Linked DNA regions of Hordeum vulgare: region 2 is linked to region 1. A link is a contact called in public Hi-C data. All regions are on one chromosome and are shown on one strand. The core of a region is the stretch at or near the end of the contact, and the rest is flanking DNA. Distances in the headings are between cores, read along the strand shown. Region 1 holds the start of LOC123428216 (linoleate 9S-lipoxygenase-like). Region 2 holds the start of LOC123428220.

The links. Hi-C and Micro-C count contacts between places; a contact is called where the count stands out from the background.
Region 2: a Hi-C map of leaf shows a contact between it and region 1, with 3 times the contacts expected there. The contact joins the promoter of LOC123428220 here to the promoter of LOC123428216 in region 1. A contact is called at or near these places in 2 of 6 Hi-C or Micro-C datasets (leaf and seedling).

What each region holds. Positions count from the first base shown.
Region 1 is chr2H:640,208,604-640,214,816 of MorexV3_pseudomolecules_assembly, reverse strand. It overlaps LOC123428216 (linoleate 9S-lipoxygenase-like), which reads left to right and starts at 2,568. Exons shown (of 7, transcript XM_045112404.1): 1 at 2,568-3,102; 2 at 3,198-3,454; 3 at 3,541-3,982; 4 at 5,003-5,196; 5 at 5,687-6,042; 6 at 6,144-6,213. The coding sequence starts at 2,739.
Region 2 is chr2H:640,411,961-640,418,173 of MorexV3_pseudomolecules_assembly, reverse strand. LOC123428220 reads right to left here and starts at 3,789. Exons shown (of 1, transcript XM_045112407.1): 1 at 2,403-3,789. The coding sequence starts at 3,742. The coding sequence ends at 2,600. It overlaps LOC123428218 (DNA polymerase I A, chloroplastic-like), which reads left to right. Exons shown (of 12, transcript XM_045112406.1): 9 at 582-674; 10 at 977-1,189; 11 at 1,268-1,357; 12 at 1,611-2,196. The coding sequence ends at 1,772.

The sequences.
Region 1 (6,213 bases), core at 1,319-3,818:
TCACCCCTATTGTAAGATATTTTATTGAATTTATTTGATATTACATGTTTCAAAATTGTAGAGAATCTTGCATGGAGTGCATATAAGCTAAAAATATTACATTGAATCTATTTCTTTGCGTCATGTTTTTCATGTGTCATTAATTCTTCTGTTAATTACGTACAAAGACAAAAGTATATCGTGAGCAATGTAATTATATTCATATGATTTATTTTCTAGGCTATTACTAGGATTGTGTACTAACTGCATTATTATTAAGCTAAAGGTAAACTTTGAACTTGTTGTTTTGCTTCATGCTTTTTTGGGGGTGCTTGACTAAGTTAAGAGGGTGTTCATAAGCGATACCACTAGATCCATATGATTTACTTTCTTGGCTATTAGAAAGCTTGGTTTATGGACCACATTATTAAGTTGAAAGTTTATTCCTAACTTTTTTGATTGCTTCACGTTTTTCTTGTATGCTTAATAGTTAATTGCGTCCAAAGTCAAGAGTGTGCCTTGAGCAATGTCACTAGATCGAGCAATGGCACTAGGACCATATCCAATAACTTTAATTTCCCCTTCTCAAACCGACCCTCACTAAACAAAAGTCAATCCTAAGAAGTTGCTTCATGTTTTCCATAGGTGCCTAAATTTATCATAATTATGTGCAAAGTCAAGAGTAGTTCATTGTAAGTTGTACATATGTGGTAAGTAAAGATGGCCATATATGTACAAACTCAAGCACGGTTCAATGCAGTAATTAAATCTAAGTTTTAAATTGTAAGTACAATGAAGATTAAACCTTGTAAATAATATATAAATATGTATAATAAACCGATGAAAAAGCTACTATAATGAACAAACACCAATGCCACTATAGAAGTCGTAACAAATTTAGCCACACGATTAAATGGGTCAGTATGCTAGCTAGCATTTAGACTATAATCACTAGTGCCAACCTGACAAAATATTAAGTATCATTGCGAGTGTTTACTAAAGTCATTCTGTTATCTTCCCGGGAATTTGGAAAGATTGGAAACTTTTTGATAGTAACTAGCAAGTATTGAGTTTGTTGCAAAGAAAATTTAAATACATACTTCCTCCTATTTTTACGTAGCATCCAAAAAGATTGTAAGGTATATCTTAATTCACTGGTAAATACTTTGTAATATGAACAAACGATAGGGCCACTAGGCCAGTGATATGTCATTGTTATGATTAAGATAACATTTAGGAAATCAAGAAACAATTAATGTTAATTAAAGAGATCTCTAGATTAAATCTAAGAAATGAATCGTTGACCATTATGTGGATTTTACATGTACATAGAAAATCTAAGTTATAATTTATACTAATGTAAGGTCGATATTAAGCCATGTAAATCTTAAATAATTGCATAGATCATCTGAACAAAAATTTAATTCACAGATATAAAATGCTACAATGAACAAACAACAATGACAATATGGAAACTATAATAAATCTAGCCACACAATTAAGTGGGTCACTTCGCAATTTAGCATTTTGAACATAATTTTTGAACAATCAACATGAGGAGAGCATGCCCGCACCCAGATACATTACTCAAAGGGTATCGGGTTACACGTATGCGCTAGAACACGAGGAGAGGCATTGGCGCCATGACATGATGTCGACCTTTTATGTAGTCACCCTAAACCTAGCAGTCCAAAAGGACTTTAAAATAAAACGTCTTAATTTACGAGAAACACTTTGCATTCTGAGCCAACGATGGGGCCGGTGAGGTAAGTGATCTATAATTTTTTATGATTAATGTAACACCATAGGTGCCTTTTCTATTTCAGTTTTTAAAAACAATATATCAAATATCAACTATATACCTTGGATTTATTCTCTCCCTTGTACGAGGATCAACATGTTCACTTGTTGGAAAAAAAGGAAACGAGATCGACAAAGTGTTCTTCATCCATTTCTTCGTATTATTTATGTATAAATTGACATATATTTTTTGTGAAACAAGGTTATCTCGGCAAAATACTTGTAATATTCATTAACTAATTAGACAGTGAGAAATGGCATTTGTATATGCAAATCAGTTGGTGGTTACTGCCCCCAAATTCAGTGCTCAGTAAATAGATCCAACTTTTTTAAAATCCCGGAGAGAAGGCGAGAGTAGTTTTCTGAGCGCGCACGAGAGAGAGAGATAACGTGAGAACATATCAAGCCTTGGGCGGACCGACCACCTACAATATTGGTTTTTGCATCCAATGTATAAGTGTTGTTCCAATCTCGTATGAACAGTAAAATAAAAAGGAAAAATAAGTACTTTTTTGTGCCCAACATTAATCAATTTTTTGATTGCTTGCAATGTTTCATCACCAGACCATTTTGGAGTATCAATTTCTTTTTGTCGCGTTTTCCTTGAACATCACCCGGCGACGAAAATTTGCAAGCAATCAAAACATTCGTCAATGTTTGGCAAAATAATTGGATTCCTTTTGTATCACTATTCTTATTTTACTGTTCATCCGAGCTCGTATGAGCCCCTGATCAGAACAGCCGCGTCCACAAAATAGGAAGTTCTAGGTGTTGCGTTCTGCATGAATCTTGAAGCTATATGGTGTAGCGTGGACTCACTCATATTCCCTAGCCTAGCTAACATTTATTACACCGCCAGCGTCCGTCCAATTTTTCTCCCGACTATATATACGTGTGTCCCGTGGCACAGTGCCACTCACCCAACAATACCAAGCACACTGTCAGCTCCTGCCTGACTCATGCCGATGCAGATCCGTCACAGCCCACGCCCGTGTGCCAGCGGCCCGCATGCTCCGTCCGTCACGGGCACTCGGGCGCCGGGATGGACCGCGACGATGCTCCGTCCTGCAGGAGCACTGGAGCACCGGGATGGACCACGTCCAACGCTCGTTTCTTCGGCGGCTCGCTCGCAGCTGAAAATCCTGCACCCGAACAGTGGCCATGGCGCCACCAGGGCCACGCGTGCGGTGGCCGGCTCCGACGTCCAGACCTCGCCCACCGCCACTAGCGCTCGTGTCGAGGGCAAGCTGCTGCTGCAGAGCTCCGACTCGCCCAACAGCCCGCTCAGGCTCTCCCTTCAGCTCGTCAGCGCCACCGTCCCCGGTACATTTTTTGCATGCATATGTTTGTAGCTTAACCAGATGGTCAGCCGTACGTTATACCGTGATGATAGAGGACCCTGACAAGCATATATACAGGGAGTGATGGGCGCGGCGTGAGAGGGGAGGCGGTGGCGCTGGACGCCGTCATATCCAAGGGTGAGACGGAGCTCGACGTGGAGCTTCTGTGGGACAAGGCCCTGGGCGCGCCCGGCGCAGTGGTGGTGACAAACAACTCCGACTTCCCCGTGTACCTGCGGCTGCTGAGCCTGAGCTCGCCGGCCGTCCACTTCGTCTGCAACGGATGGGTCTATCCCGTCGATAAGCACCCGTACCGCCTCTTCTTCACCAACGACGTGCGTGCAACACACAGATGTCATGAACTTGTTTTCTTGCATACTGTATATATAGCTACAGCGTACATTTGGATATTTCGGTGCAGGCGTACGTGAAGGAGAAGACGCCGGCGGCGCTGCTCAAGGACAGAGAGGACGAGCTCCGCCTGCTCCGGGGAGAAGGCTTGCCGACCGACAAGCCGCTGCAGAAATGGGAGCGCGTGTACGACTACGCGTTGTACAACGACCTGGGAAACCCGGACCTGCGCAAGGACCTGGCGCGGCCGGTGCTGGGAGGCTCCAAGGAGTACCCGTACCCTCGCCGGACCAGGACCAGCCGGCCTCCCAGCAAGGCAGATCCGGCGAGCGAGACGAGGGCGCCGCTGGAGGAAGGGATCTACATCCCGTGCGACGAGCGGACCGGCCCCGTTGCCGCGGCGCCCAACCTTCCCAAAATCGACGGCCACTTCGGGTCCTTGGCGGATGTCCACGGCCTCTTCGACAGCAACGCCAAGCCCTTCGCATTCCCCGTCCCACAGGTCATCTCAGGTATATATCGCAACGGCCTCACCATGCTCTTTTCTTCTTCTTCCGAGAAAGAGGATGAACCCGGTTTCTGCATCATTTGTGGTTTTAGATAGCACGTTAGAGCATCTCCAGCAGCAGCATAAAAATATCACACCGAATAAATTTTTTAGCGCGTCACTGTAGCAATCTTAAAGTATCTTCAACAGACGTGCACTAATGGGTGCCCAATCCAGCGACCCCACCGGCAGCAGCACAGAGTTGCTGCGTGCGCAAGCCGGCGCATCAAATATGATGCGCGCGATAGCGCTTTTCAGCGCGCGCGCAACAGTTTTTAACGCGCACACTGTTTTGCATCGTCTGTTGGAGTTGTCCGATGCCTAAAAAACGATTTTTTAGCGCGGAGAGCACTTTTTGAACGCCTGTTGAAGATGCTCTTATAGGTCAAGTACAACAATGATAGCATTGGAAAAGGCTTTGGTCCAAATACATGAACAAATATCTACATTTCCAATAGTACTATACACTTTGTAATGTTTAGAGCAAAGTCCGCCTTTAAGAGGCATAGCTCGCTATTTAAAAGTATGGCATCGACACATACATCCTATAACTAGGCTTGGATGGCTTTTGGGTCGGACTTTGCAAAGCCTGAACTTGAAATCCCAAGTCTGGGCCCAACGTGGCCTAGACCGTCGCTGGAAAATTGTACTTCTCATTTTTAAGTAATACTTTTTCCATATTACAAAAATGTATCAACATTAGTACAAATTTATATTAAAATTAATAAAAGTTTAAGACACTTATTTGGGACAGAGAAAATATAATATACCTATTTTTCAGACAAAATACTCCTATTTATTATACCTATTTTTCTCGTAATATCCCAAAAAACAATTTTTACTAGGCTTTTCTTAAAAAAATTGCCTCAAGCCTGGACTAGACACTAAGCTTGGACAGGCCCACCCATGCCCAGGTTTATTATGAAGTATGTATGTGTGATTCGACGAAATTTGGACTCATCAAATCTATTTTTGGTGTACATAGCGAATCGAACAGGTTGGCGCACGGATGAAGAGTTCGCCAGGCAGACACTCGCAGGGGCAAATCCCCTGTCCATCGAGCTTGTCACCGAGTTCCCACTCACGAGCAAGCTTGACCGGGCTGTGTATGGCGACCAAGACAGCAAGATAACCAAAGAGCACATTCAGAAGAACTTGGGAAACATGACGGTGGCGCAGGTACGTACTATATATATTTCTTCCTTGTCAAATTACAACGGGTGTACGATTTCTTCAAAGTCAAACATTATAAAATTTTACCAAGTTTCTCCAAGAAATATGACACACACACACACATGTTCACAGGAAAAACAAAACGAGAAAGGTAAAAGTTTTTGGATAAAATATTTCCTAATATGGTCTAATAACAATATCAAAATCATTGAAATTATGAGTAAGAATTTCTTAACTGAGAAGAACAAAAATGCCACATCGACGTAACAACCTGTTACGTGAATGTTCCTTAACTAAACTTTTCTCCCCCTGATTTCAATCGGGGTGGGCCCCAACCACTAATCTTTATCCAATCAATTACCTCCACATCACTCTTTACGTAAAATCCTCACGTAATTTTACACGTGGGTCTGAGAAGAAATGACAAAACCGTTACTATCTTCTTCGAACACAAAAATGTAAGTGTGCCCTTCGGACCACTGCGTGAATTGTGCAGGCTATAGAAAAGAAGAGGTTGTTCGCTCTCGATCACCATGATTGGGTGATGCCGTACCTGAAGCGCATCAATGAGCTGCCAGGCGCCGAGGAGAAGGGCGAGATCTCCCAGAGGAAGTCGTACGCCACGAGGACGCTTTTCTTCTTGCAAGACGACTCCACGCTCAAGCCGCTGGCGATCGAGCTTAGCTCGCCGCACCCGGAGGATGAGCGCCTCGGCGCCACCAGCACGGTGTACACTCCGCCGGACGAACTCAAAGCCGGCGCCGCCGCCTCCAACACCTTCACGGCGTGGGAGCTCGCCAAGGCCCACGCCTCCTCCAACGACGCCTGCAAGAACAACTATGTCCTCCACTGGTACGTACACTACCTTGCAATGTTAAACTAATGTGATGAGAATCATAGAATGTGCTCTCTCAGTTCATGTGGGCTGGTTCATGTGTGATGGGTGTATGTAGGCTGGGGACGCACGCGACGATGGAGCCGGTGGTGATCGCGGCGAACCGGCAGCTGAGCGTGCTGCACCCA
Region 2 (6,213 bases), core at 2,540-5,039, 200 kb before region 1:
TAGTGACTCGTGACGAGTCACAACTAGTCTCGACTAGTCGAGGGGTTTGAGTCAACCTTGGCAGTGCGACTCGTCGACCGACGAATAGTCGCGCGAGTCAAAAACCATGGTGGAGAATCAGAATCCATAACTCATATCCTGTGGAGTTTACTATAATTAGCATCACCTTTAGGATTTATATTTTGTGATTACTCAATTCCATTATTGGTGTACATACATCTATGTGAACACTCTTAATGATTGCTCTGTTTTTAGATGTCATGCCTGTATACTCTTCATTCAATGCTTTTTTCACTTTCCTTTTTTGGGGGTTGTACAAGTGTGACATCTGTTTGGAGCCTGAATTTAGCTTTAGTTTGAGTTACAAATAGATGGTGTTTTATGTATCATCTGTTTTGCACCCCCTTTTCTTCTTTTTGCATTGTATCTTAAATTAAATACCTCGAACTGTGTTAACTTTAATCTGTTTCAGTTCACACGATGCTCTATTTAATGCTGTGTCATTTCTATGGAACTGGATACAGAAAATGTAAAGCTTAGATTACTTGTCTGGATTTGAACTGTGTTAACTTGTGGTTTAGGATGCGTTTGGTTCTGAGAGGAGGAAAGCTAAGATGCTCAATTTCTCCATTGCATATGGAAAAACAGCTGCTGGGCTTGCTCGGGATTGGAAGGTACAAATTTGACAAACACACCTCTCAGTTAATAGCAAGAAATTAAACTTCAGTGCACACACAGCAGCTTAGAGCCTTAGATGGTTCACTGTTGAAAAATGGCCTGTTGAAACCAGAAATAGTGATTAGTCATGTTCACTAGATTCACTGTTGAAACCTTTAACATTTTCAATGATTTTAATAGTTATCTGATTAACAGAATGCAGATATAAATTATGTCTCATTAATGGAACAGAACCTTATTCTTTTCCTTATGGCTTTCCCAAAAATATCGTGCAAGTTGTAATCTGTTGCCTTTGCAGGTATCACGTAGGGAAGCAGAGGATACACTGGATCTCTGGTACAGTGACAGAAAAGAAGTTTTGGCATGGCAGACGGAACAGAAAGAATTAGCATATGAGAAGTCTGAAGTTTATACTTTGCTTGGACGCTCTCGCCGTTTCCCCAGCATTTCTTCTGTAACCTCCAAAACATGGAAGCACATCGAGCGTGCTGCTATCAATGCCCCTGTACAGGTAATTCTTGTCCAGTTTCAAATTTAGAAATGGTCAAGCTTGATTTAACTGAAATTGTACTTTTCTGTAAAATCACAGGGCAGTGCAGCAGATGTTGCCATGTGTGCAATGATTGAGATAGAAAGGAACACTCGTCTTAAGGAGCTCGGTTGGACCCTCCTGTTGCAGGTATATATACTGCATGAACTTTCATAGTGAAAGTAATAATATGTATGGTAATATGGTATATGTGTTTTCCTATGCCACTTCACTGTTGGTATTTCGGCTAGTCAAACTGGGATGCATTTGATGATCCCAGAATAGGTGCCTGTTCTCAAGATTTGGAGTTCATTGACTGCGAGAATATGCCGCACCTAGTTCCAATTCTTTGCCCTCTTATCTGGCAGCTGCGACATTTAGAATTGACAGATACATCTTTCAGGTGCATGATGAAGTGATACTCGAAGGACCTTCCGAGTCGGCTGACGTGGCCAAGGCAATAGTGGTTGAGTGCATGTCTAAGCCCTTCTACGGCACCAACATCCTGTCGGTCGACCTGGCTGTTGATGCGAAATGTGCACAGAACTGGTTTGCGGCCAAGTAGACTCCGAGCATCATCACCCCCTCCGCCGACTCCCCAACAAGGCGTAGGTGCGCCCCAGATGCGCACATACTCCAGCCAATTTTGGTCCGTCCTGAGCTGGTGTTAACTGCTGCATAATAGCACAGGGCATGCATAAGGCTCATCCTGCCATGGCAGCAGAAAAGTGAGATTAGCAGCGAAGGCATTGTACACTACCATTTAGGCTGGATAGCTGGACTCCACACCCTTCCTAGTAGGCACTCTGAATCGAGCTAGAGGGATTGTAGTTAAGATTGGCATGCATTTTGTGTATAAGATTGCTGCAGTGTGCTAATGTATTAGGTTAGATAACATATTCCCTGATGTGGACACGATCATGGGCTCATGGCGATATAACTTTGTTCCGATCAATGGAGAAATGCAGTTCATGATGAGCTTTCCTCTAGGATCTGATCAGTTTGGTGGCATCATCGTTGACACAACAGCATTGCCAGCTTTGCAGTAAATGAATCATGTTTGAACATGGCAACTCTCCCTCTCCGGTTCTGGTAGACTCGTGTGTTATGCCACATTCAGTATATTTCTTAAACTTGACCGGCGTAAGGATGTTAGATGCAAACAATGGAATTTGGAAATTCAGATGAATGCCACTGCCAGTTAATATAGTTGCATAATTGTATTTGTAACTCGGTCTATGTTGCAAACTCCACACAAAATGCAGAACGATGGATCAGATCAGATATGTATATGATGTTAATGAAATGGCTGGGCACAAGTTCTGGCCTAAACATGGTGGCAGAACGAAATGGTGATAACATAAACATGGTGGCAGAACGAAATGCCCTGTTTTATGTTCTGCCCTTCACTCGAGCCTGAGGATACAGATCGAGGAGTTCAGGCACATCTCCCTTGTATTTGAGAATGTACCTCTCCACAAAAATGGCCTCCGGCAGTCTCACTATGCCCACCATGTTCACCTTCCCGATGTCCACGCCCCTGGACCGCAGGGCCTCGACGGCGCGGCACCGCGGCGCCATCCGCTCGTCGAGGCTCAGCGTCAGCAGCAGGGGGTTCCTGACGATGCTCCCGGCGCTGCACCCGACGGTGGCCCTCAGGAACTCCACCTTGCGCCGCAGCAGAGCCTCGGGTGCGAACACGAAGCACGGCGCGCGCCGGAACATGCCGGCGAACTCCTCGTCCGTGCACCCGAGGGCGCGCGTCACGGCCGCCTTCTTGGCCCGGAAGGCGCGGTCGCCGACGTTGTGCAGCGCGAAGAGGCACCACGTGTACATCCCGGGGCTGGGCGGCACCCCGCCGCACGCCTCCTCCACGCGGCCGACCAGCGCCCGGAGCTTGTCCGGCGACTGCATGATGAGCGTCGGCCGCAGGCGCACGGCGGCCGTGAGGCGGCCGTCCGGCACGCCGAGGCGGCGGAGCGCGGCGAGGTTCCGCAGGAGCAGGTCCACCGAGTACTTGAGCAGCCACGTCTTGGCCAGCCATTTCATCAGCAAGGTGGTGGACCCGAGGAGGTCGAGCCAGAAGAGGACCCGCGGGAGCAGGTTGGACTGGACGCCGTAGGTGAGCGCCGCCGGGAAGAGCGCGAAGAGCCGCGCGGAGTCCGCGCGGCGCAGGCCGAGCGCGCGCATGGCGGTGAACTTGGGGGAGAGCGTGGCGTCCACGTCGCTGAGGAGCAGCGCCGGCTTCCGGGCCACGATCGCGCGCACCTGCGCCTTGCCCAGGCCCTGCGAGTGGAGGAAGGCGAGAACAGCGTCGGGCCGCTCCGGGGAGGTCAGGTGCGCGAACCGCGGGGCGGCCTTGGCGGCCGCCGCCGGCGAGAGGCCGCAGGTAGTGACGAGGTACTCGGCCATGAAGTGCGGCGGCTCCTTTTCCCGGGTGGAGAAGAGTCGGCGGTGGCCGGGGGCGGGGAGTGGGAGGAGCCGGGGCGGGAACGGGGCCGGCGCGAGGCGGCGGGCAAGGCGCCGCAGCGCCATGGGTGCGGCGGAGGATGGGCGGACACAAGGGCTCCTAGCGTGACAGAGATCTGATGTAAGGCGTATGCTTAGATGATGTGCTAATATTATAAAAACATAATCCCTCGGTCCCAAAATTCTTGTCTTAAGTTTGTTTAGGAATGGATGTATTTAAATACTAAAACGTGACTAGATACATTCATAACTAAACAAATCTAAGACAAGAATTTTAAGACGGAGGGAGTATCAGATCTGATGTAAGTATATTAGATCTGATGGGTGCGGCGGAGGATGGGCGGACACAAGGGGCAGTCCTAGCGTGCCAGGGGGCTACCCGAAAGATCTGATGTAAGAGCATCTCTAGTGGAAGGTGTATATGGACGTGTATGCCAAATATATATCATGCCAATAGTTTTTTACCTTCAGTGACTCGTGTAAAAGGGGTGTAAAACATCCACGCCCAGGCCACGACGGTACCAGGCGTGGAAGTAAACACGACGAAGCCACGCTCGTGAAAAGCACAGGCTGCTTCGTCCCGCGCCCGCCGGAGGAAGGATCGGAGGAGCTCGTCGCGTTTGTTCTCCGGCCGCCGTCCAAGGTAAGATCCTCTCCGGCCGAGCTCCCTGTCCAACGACGGGAGGGGGAGAGGAAGGGGCCCTGCACCAGATCTGGCGACGGGAGGGGGAGGTGGAGGGGCAACGACGGGAGGGGAGAGGAAGGGCGACTGCCTGGGCAGAGGTAGGGAGGGGAGGGGGAGGGGCAGCGATGGGAGGAGGGGGAGGGGATGCAACGACGGGAGGGGGAGGGGATATCATTAGTCTTCCCGCAGACTCCAACTGCTTGATGTGGTCGCGACTTCTTTAGTTCTCTGTTTCCTCTGTAGTTCGAACTGAATCGTGGAACAAAGTTATTCACATCTGTCGTTGGTGTTGAGTAAATAGACAATTTTCCGAGTGTATTAATCCATGAGATAATAACTAGCATGACATTGACTAGACTAATGATATACTGATCATGAACTAATCTAGCACATACTACGCATATAGTTGATACATCTATGCTTGCAAGTAGTACTGCTAGGATCAAAACGAGCATGAGGATAAACGAGTTATATCCTCCAATAGGCCAGTTGGCCGTAGCAGCAGCGTTGGCGGTGGATGCGGCCGTAGCAGCAGCATCCTCTGCCCTCTTCTTCTCAGCTTCAAGGGCGAGATGATCGGGCTCGTATGGTGAAGACATGGCGATGACGAGGGCGACGCGGACGTAGACGAAGCAGACGGACGGAGGCGAGCAGTCGCGTGATCGCTCCCCAAAAACCTAATCGCTCCTCTCCCGTACAGGAACCGGAGAGGCGGGGTTTTGGAGGCCTGCCCTCCCGTCGATCGTGTATGCGGTAAACGGGACGGAGTCGCCGGCGGCAGCAGAAGCAAAGGAACGAACGCGTGAGGCAGATGTGATCTGATTCTCGTGACGACTAGGGTTGGCGTTAGCCCTGCTTATATAGGTGGCCGGGTGGAGAGACGTGGGCTGAACCCACGTCCGAGTCGGTAACAGCCCACGATCCGACGTCTCGGATCGTGCCGTGTCCGTTACGTATTCTCCGTTCCTGACTGACAAAAATAAGCGCGTAGGTATGAGCTCGGCTCATTCCCGCAGCCCACGTCGCGTCGTGACGAGGCGTGGCGAGGCGGGCGGCGGAGGAGGAGTGCGCGAGGGCATCTTCTCTTCTCACTCTCCAATAGCATGTGGAAGAGAGACCCTTATAAAGGGATCCAATTTCTTCTCCACTAGCGGGGTGGGACTAAACTTTCCACCACCACCTTGTCATGCCACGACCTACATGGGCCCTTGGAGATTTTTCTGAAATTCTCTTATGGGCCTAAGGCCCACTATTAATTTCAACAACCCCCCACCAGATCTCAAGGGCACATCGTGTTCCCTCGTTTCAATCACTGTTTTAATATACCAACATTTCAGTGAAGACGTGTTAAGGTTGAGCTTCACCTAGAGCAAGTAGCTACACCCCTTTACAACTGAACAATGGACTATGCCTTGAATTGTCAGTTTGGCGTAAAGAAGCTTCACCACAAGTCTTACTAGTACTAGGCTACCGAAGACTGACCCCTCGGGTGGAGCATATAGGTCATACTCCTGGCCTATTCATGAGTTTACTAGAGATCACCCCAATCTCATAGACTGTGACCAGTAGTCAGACTCATATAGGTGTGTTCCTCCAAAGATCGCTCTGTAGGACATCATCTTGCTTACACATAAGCTTTAGAACACATTAAGACAATAGTCATCCTACCATACAGTACCCGAGAGTATTGCATCTCCAACGGAGTGGGTTAGTAAAGTTACTCTCCTCAGTTCACCACTGGCTTGTTTTCCCAGGTCCTACTTCACGGGATCTCCGATCATATAGGTTGGGTTACTGCCATGGCAAGTCATGTGGGTCTCATACCCATCTCCCTCGACGCACTATCTATCAC